2 separate regions of the Sus scrofa genome follow, and region 2 is linked to region 1. A link is a contact called in public Hi-C data. All regions are on one chromosome and are shown on one strand. The core of a region is the stretch at or near the end of the contact, and the rest is flanking DNA. Distances in the headings are between cores, read along the strand shown.

Evidence for each region. Hi-C and Micro-C count contacts between places; a contact is called where the count stands out from the background.
Region 2: a Hi-C map of omental adipose tissue shows a contact between it and region 1, with 2.1 times the contacts expected there. The contact joins the promoter of SPON1 here to the enhancer-like site in region 1. A contact is called at or near these places in 5 of 5 promoter capture datasets (fetal liver, fetal skeletal muscle, liver and 1 more), 26 of 47 Hi-C or Micro-C datasets (adipocytes, adipose tissue, alveolar macrophages and 16 more) and 1 of 2 datasets of contacts at active chromatin or transcription factors (skeletal muscle).

What each region holds. Positions count from the first base shown.
Region 1 is chr2:44,989,541-44,993,491 of Sscrofa11.1, forward strand. SPON1 (spondin-1) reads right to left here. Exons shown (of 16, transcript XM_003122966.6): 7 at 2,802-2,866. Among named protein-coding and RNA genes, the nearest start is that of RRAS2, 100 kb to the left of the region's middle. Within about 2 kb of position 1,696, at least 8 of the 83 cell types and tissues checked have an H3K27ac peak or open chromatin away from gene starts, as enhancers often do. A contact at or near this core is called in omental adipose tissue, where this site is marked.
Region 2 is chr2:45,297,744-45,301,694 of Sscrofa11.1, forward strand. It overlaps SPON1 (spondin-1), which reads right to left and starts at 1,934. Exons shown (of 16, transcript XM_003122966.6): 1 at 1,269-1,934. The coding sequence starts at 1,506.

The DNA of each region.
Region 1 (3,951 bases), core at 446-2,945:
CCGGGCTTTCTGTGAGGAAATTGCTTATCCTCATGACGTCACATTATAGGACTTGGTAAATGTTGATTTCCTTCTCATTCAGCTTTACTAAACAGAACTTTCAAAAACACTGTCAAAGAGGCAATCAAGGACTTTTACGTTCCTTATAGAGACTTACTATCTCGTTCTAAATTATAGATCCATATCTTCACTGATCTAATTTAATTTCACTGGGGTCTCAGGTCCCCCATATGTTAAGTTCTCGCCCCTGTGCACCATCTCAGATAATCCCCACTAGCTTTTGAAGTTGCAGAAATTCAATCTTGACACTAGGGGGCGCTGGAGCCATTCACTAGGCTGAAGTTCTGTGTGGGTGGAGGAAGGTTTCAGTGAGGGTTCTGCCTTGGAAAACTGTTTATAACCTGGAGGCATCTAGGTTTCCGGGTCCATGTGGCCCATTAGATCTACTGCCTGCTTCTATAGTCCAAAGCCAATCTTCCTTTACAATCCCGAGGGCATTGATGGACCTGGGCAGGGGCTACAGGAGGCAGGGAGAGCCCTGGAAAATTCGTCTTTATTTGAGATGATGATGCCTCAGGCTTGCCTGGAACCAAATCTAAGGATCATTATAGGGCTCAGACCTCCAGAGGCATGGTTTCTGGAAAGGGTGACCAAGGCTCTATTTTACCTGTCCCTCATCTGTCTTAAAACAGGGATCATTGTCTAATCAAATGTTAATTAAACAGAATGGCTGGGGCTAATTAAGAGGACGCCAGCCTTTAGAGGATTCATTATAAGAAAGGGGATAAAAACTATTTTTAAAAGTTCGTAGCATTCAGACTAAACCCGAGGAACTGGCTGGTGGAAACGCAGCATTGATGTGCAGGAAACCTGGGCATTTTCTACTCAAGCGCTGGAGGGACTCAAGAAGGATGTGGGTTTGTTCAGAATTTGTCTTTCCTGTCTCTACCTGTGCTCTGGGCTGTCGGAGCCCACAGCTTGATTTATGGAGCTAAGACAAGTTAGCTGCTAATTTATTCATTCATGGCTGCCCTTTGAGACGTGGTCGTGGGGATAAAGACGAAGATCATTGAAAAACAAGTCAGTTTCGATGGGCAGGACCTCACAAAGTAGGTCACCCTGGCTTTCTACTGGCCTGAGGGAGGCTGGAATCCCATTAACCTCAATCGAGCAGGCTCCATGAGGAGGGGCAGGGCTGTTTCTGCAAAACAAAACTTGGCTGCATGTAGGCTTCCTAATTTGACTTCCTAATGAGATTTGGAAGAGGAAAGAGGAGACTGGGGTATGGGAAAACCAAAGGAAAATTCCTTTCCCTTAACAAGCTGGTGGCCCTGAGTGAGATGCTTTGGCTGTTTGGGAAGTCTGACTGTTGGCCATCAATGAATTCTGTTTCACTGAGGTCTCAGGAAGTCTGAGGGATAGGTGAAAGGTGGGAAGGTGTCCCCAAATATTTTTGAAAAGTTTTCAGAAAGTCTCTTCCATCTTAAAAAAGAAAGAAAGAAAGAGCTCCATTGATTCTCTCATGCCCTTGGAGCTACTGCCCAGCCTCTCTCTCCTTTCACAGTGAACTTCACAGAAGAGTTGTCTGTACTCACTGACTCCATAACCTCGCTTTCTGTTCACATTTCACCCTGTTCCAGGCTGTTTACCCTTCTCTCATTACTCAGCAGAAAGGATTCCCAATAAAGTCACTGATGATCTTCATGCTGATAAATTCCAACAGGCATTTTGCAGCTCTAACCTCCCTTGATCGCTCAGCTGCCCTACACACAGCTGACCACTCTCCCCTTCTTGAACGCTTTTTTCCCTAGGCTTCCCTGACACCCAGCTTCCTTCCCCAATCTCCTTGCTGCTCTTTTTTTGCTTCCTTTGAAGCCAAGTCCTCCTCTGCATTAAACGTGGGAGCTCCTCAGGAGCCCTTGACTCTCTCATTCTTAAGTTCTCTCCCATCCACGTCCTTGGTGGTAGTCTCTCACTCTTTGGTGACACTTGATTTTATATTTTATATTCTCCCCCTGACTTTCAGAGCTTTATAGTTTAACAGGTTTGTTTGTTTGTTTTTGTTTTTTAGGGCCGCACTTAGGGCATATGGAAGTTCCCAGGCTAGGGGTTGAATCGGAGCTGCAGCTGCCAGCCTGTGCCACAGACATAGCAACTCGGGATTCAAGCTATGTCTGTGACCTATGGCGCAGCCTGTGGATCCTTAACCCACTGAGCAAGGCCAGGAACCTACATTCTCATGGATACTAGTCGGGTTCGTTACTGCTAAGCCACAGAGGAACTCCTAAAAATTTTTTTTATTATAGTTGATTTACAGTGTTCTGTCAATTTCTGCTGTACAGTAAGGTGACCCAGTCATACATATACATGTACATATATATATACACATTCTTTTTCTCATATTATCTTCTATCATGTCTCAATTACAAGTGATTAGATATAGTCCCCTGTGCTGTACAATAGGACCTCATTGCTTATCCATTCGAAACGTAACAGTTTGCATCGACTAACCCCCGAATCCCAGTCCATCCCACTCCCTTCCATGTTCTTAATACCTGCAATGTCTGAGTGGGGACCTCTGAGGAGTTAAAGCCATGCGGACACTGAGACCAAGCCTGCATTTCCTGAAGAGGTAGGGGCCCTTGTGGTACTCCATGCATGGGCAGAGCCCCTCACCTGCTCAGCCACCTGAGAGGCAGTGCTGACTTTTACAATATAACTAGCACGTGGTGGCCAGTGGGTGGGTGGCTCCAAGTTCAAGGTGACGACAGGGGCTGGGCAGGGCCCTGTTTGCTACTTACACGTTGAGAGGCTGCCAGGCTGGCCACTGAGCTTTGGCCTTGATGACGGTGAGGACCTCATCGCTCTGGAAAAAAAAGACCACAGGTATTTAGTGAGAAGAGCAGGGATCAAGGAACAAGGGGGCTCTGACATGGTGACGTTGTCCAAGCCCCTGCCTTTACCTGCTGCTAACACTTTTCCCTGCCCAGGTGTGGAGCCATCTTGCCCCAGGATGGGGGACCCCTGGATCCCGGTGGTGGGGCTGCATCCAGGGTGCATGGTGCATCTGGACATCGATGGCCCACTGAGCCACTCCGAAGGTTTCCAGCTCAGACCCTTCTCCATGCGAGCCAGACTCTGACCGGCACCCTGCCTGGGATGGACAGAGTTCCACAGCATGTCCAGCCTGGAGGGAATGTCACACTTTTTGTGTCTAGGCACACACTGCTCCAGGCTACCTGGCGGCTATGACCTGACTCTGAGGCCTCTGCTGTCCAGCCTTACACACTGGACCAGACCCTCTTGGACAAAAAGGCCAAAGTGAAGCCTGGAGCCCACAGCCCTGTGCCACTCATGTTAGCCTGCTCTATTTTGCTTTGGACAGTGTGTTGGACACCCTCAAAGCTTGGGATCTTAAAAGAATTTTTCTGAGGAAGAATTTGCTAATTAACATTTGGAAGGAAAGCATTAAGTCATCATCCTGAGGGGGAAAAAATTAGAATTTTGTTAAACTTGCTTAACTTTACTTCAAGGTTTGTTGGGTTTTCTATTTTCAATTACACATGGAGGCGGAGGGGTACCATTGACTTTTCAAGACTTAAGCTTCCACAGGTCCAAATTCAGCTTTGGCTGGGGTTTCCCCAGAGCAGATTCAGCTGGCGCTGGAGCCCCCCTTTGACTAGCCTGGGCTCAGCGGTGCTCAGACACCACCCTCCACACTGCACAGAAAATCCTGGAATGTCACCAGCCGGGGCAGGTTTTGTTGCCAACTGGACAGATCTCTGAGTTCCAGAAGGGCAGAGACAGGCGTGTGCCTCAGTCCTTAGAGTTGTTCCTGCCAGTAGGTACCTTGATGAACTTCTCCTTAATTGGTGGGTACCTTGCCCAGAAAATCCCATAGCCCTGAGGGAATTGCATGCAAGGGGGAGGTCAAAGGGGCCTCCAGGATCG
Region 2 (3,951 bases), core at 684-3,183, 310 kb after region 1:
CAGTGTGGCTCCCACCGCTTCCTCCCGCAATGCTCCAGGGACAGGGAAAGCGGGGATGGAAGGGCGGCGGATACCGGCCCATTTGTCCCACCAAGTACCCCAAAGCCTCTCTCTTCTCTGCTTGGCCCCAGAATTGATTTATGAAGGGGCTGGAGTGAGGGGACGCACGCCCTGTCACTCCCCGCCTGTGGGACCCCAGTGGGGCCAGGCAGGATTCCTTCCCTGCCGTGTTGTCCTGGCTCTCGACTGGAGAACGGTGGCTGCTGCACGCGGAAGAGATGTCTGGGGAGATGACCTGGCTGAAGAGAGAGGCAGTGGGCCGTGGGGATGGTCAGGAGTCTTCAGGTCTGTGCCGGTGGTTGAGCTGCCCCTTCTGCCCAGAGGCACTTACTGGCTTGGCCATCCCCTCTCTGCGCTCCCCAAAACCAGCTCTCAGCTGAGGAGCATAGCAACATCCCTGGGACAAGAGCCTTGAGGTTGAGGGGAACCAAGCCAAGCCAAGCCCCCACCCCCACCCCGGGGCCTCCGGGGAGCAGGCCTTGGGAATTCAGGCTTCCCTTTCCTTCTTCATCAGGTTCCTCTTCCCTCTCTGAAACTACCCAGGGCTCCCTGTCCACCGAGAGCCTGTCCTTGAAATGCAGGGGCTTCTCTCTCGCCTGGGATCGTCAGAGAATAATTCGGAGTTCTTTCCAGGGACTCCTCCGAAAAGCTTCAGGCTCTTTTCTCCTCCCTGTGCTCTGGGACCAGTTAAGGGAAAAAACCAAGTCCCTTCTCCTGCAGGGATTTGTCCGGGAAAACTGGACTGCCCGTCCCACTGGTGGTCGGGCAGCCAGAGGCTGGTTTCCTCTCCTTAAGGGATGTGAGTGGGAAAAGCCGGAGTCACCACCTTGCCTGGAACCCAGCTGAGCGAAGCTAGGGTCCCCTCAACTCCAGATACAAATCTGGAGAAAGGCGAGCCTCCACTGCTCTCCTGGAGCCGGCGGGAAGGTATGGGGGAGAAGCCAGGTTCCCTCCCAGCCAGACCGTGGTTCTTCTACAGCCCACGCCCGGGAACCACGCGTCGGAGGTGGGGGCTACCTCTTCTAGCTATGGGGTCCCGCGAGGGCCCTGGATGCTGGATCGGAGCTAAATGGGCTGAAGGCATCCAGGACAGAAGGGCCCTTGCCGGGCTGCGCCCACACCGTGCACCGGGAACCATGCACGCTCCTCCAGCACTGAGCAGTCGGCGCCCTCCGGGGTCCGGGTCCCGCGCCCCCAACGTCACTTACCACGGTAGCTGGTTCCTGGCTTGTAGAAGTCGGGGTCACCCTCCACGCGGAGGCTGAACTCAGTGTAGCCCTCGCGCCGCGTTCCCTGGACGCGCAGGATGCGGCTGCAGTAGCCCTCTGACTTGGGCACTTTGTCCAGCGTCTCGTCGGAGAAGGCCAGCGCCGCGGCCAGGGGCAGCGCCAGGGCCAGCAGCGCTGGACTCCCGCTCAGCTTCACGGACGCCGGGGACAGCCTCATCCTCGCGGGCCCCCAACTTTGTGCCGCGGCCGCCGGCTTTCGCCACGCGACTCCCGCCCGAAGGGGTCCCCGCAGAAGCGAGACCTTGCCGGAGCCCGGGCGGGAAGCGGAGCTCAGAGCCGGCGCTGGCAACTGGGAGACGGTGCCCGCCTCGGCTTGGCAGCTGCTGAGCTGCGCTGCGCTGAGCAGAGCTGAGCAAGCGGAGCAGCGCGAGGAAGGGAGGGCGGCGGTGAAGGAGGAGGAGGGAGGGCTGATTTTGCCCAGATCCCCGAGCGCAGCGCTGTTTTGTTTCCGAGCTGGCGATTAGCGGCGGCGGGGCCGTGTTTATTTTGCGACGCTAGATTCCCAGGGTCTGGCGAGAAAAACCATAGGGTATGGGGACACTGCGGGCTCTGTCTCACCACGGAGGAGGCTGCTGCCCCAACGCCCTGGTCCCCGTGGAGGAGGGTGCTCCAAGAAGGGAAAGACTGAGAACTAACTTTTGTTGCACACCTACTCTGTGCCTGGCAGTATTCTGGGAGGTTTTCTTACATACAGTAACTGCTCACCTTCTCCACTCTCACTGCACATAATAAACGTGACATTACTTTCACTTATTTTATAGATGAGCAAACTGAGGCTTGTGGCCAGTTAAGACAGGGTCAGATACCATGGCTATCTGACTCTACTGCCCTTCTTATTGCTGTTGGAACAGGTCAGGCTGGAGGACAGAAAGAAACAGAATGACTCATATCCGCTGGGCTCAGTAGGCTATAGCATGTAATACTTTTGGTGATTATTGAAAATGTTTTTTTTTAAATAAGAAAAAGACATTTAGTTCCAAAAAAATTTTTACTATGTAGTATTAATATATTGATGTTAAGGAGTTTCCATCGTGGCTCAGTGGTTAACGAATCCGACTAGGAACCATGAGGTTGTGGGTTCGACCCCTGGCCTTGATCAGTAGGTTAAGGATCCCACGTTACTGCAAGCTGTGGTGTAGGTAGAAGACGCGGCTCGGATCTGGCATTACTGTGGCTCTGACATAGGCCGGTGGCTATAGCTCCGATTAGACCCCTAGCCTGGGAACCTCTGTGTGCCACAGGAGTGGCCCTAGGAAAGGCAAAAAGGCAAACAAACAAACAAACAAACTATGTATATATGTGTGTGTGTGTTAATTCCTACAATCATAAAATACAATGTTTATTATTGTTTTATAATGCTTATTATTGCTTTATATTGTTTATTATGTGTTATTATTTTATAAATTTTAAAATGTTTATTATTATTGTTTTATAATGTTTATTATTGTTTTATTGCCCACAAAGACAAAAGTGCCTGAGGCTTATAGGAGTCCTCATAGAACCCTGGAAAGGGGTTTTGAAAGTTTTAAAGAAAAGCCTGTTTCCTTGGCTTAGATTTTGCCCAGTTTCTCAGTCAGTGACAGATGTTTGGAGAGGAGCTGAGAGGGAGGGCCCACTGGTCAGAGCCTCAGGCACCAACCCCAAAGCCAGACAGGAGAGGGCCCAGGAATCTTTTCCAGTATGTCCTTGGGGACAGACCTGAATCAAACACTAGTCGTGTCACTCACCCACTGTGAAATTTATGTGAGTTATTTCACCTCTTCAAGCTTGAGTTTCATGCTCAGAAGGGATATGTGTTGTGCCTGTGGCTAATACACCCTTCCCCTAGGGGGCACTAGAGTTCAATGAAGTGACCAGTGCGAAACACAGGGCCTGGCCTCTCCAGAGTTCGCCCACTCCCACCCTGGATCTCAATAGGTATGTCTGTACTGGCCCTGGGTACCACAGTAACCGAGACCAAGCCCACCTTGGGGATGCCTTAAGGCCTCTACCTCCCCCTCAAGGTGCACAAGCATCCCAAGTCAGCTTTGGTTATGCAACCCCCTCCTTCCTCTGGGCTGTTCACATACTTCTAGAGCCTGCATTTAAAAAGCAATCCCCTTTGCTTTCCAGGTCAGGTTTTTCTCTTTGACATCACTAACAAACTGCCCAGAGGAGCCTTCTCCATTTGGAGGCTCCATTCCTCCTCACCTGCCTTCAGTCCTTGTGCTGGGACTCCCATTGCCACTATGAATTGGGGACCTTCTCCCAGAGGTCCCCCGAGAGCACCGCTTTGCAGAAGCCAATTATGCTCTTTTCTTGGCTTGACCCTCCTTGACCCTCATCAGCACCTGATCCAGCTGACCAGCCTTCCTTTATGGAGGTGACATTTGGATTCACCTCTGGATCCTGAGTAAATTATCTCCAGCATGACTGGACTGGCTCAAGGCTCACATAAACTCCACAGTGCCGAATCCCGTGCATCCAGCAAGCTTTCATGGGGTGTAGATTCGGGGCCAAGTCTGTGCTGAGTAGTGGGGGCCAGAGGAAACTAAAATTCATTCACTCACTCCCGTCTAAAGCCCTCATGTGCTCAGCACTGGGACACACAAGTAAATGACTT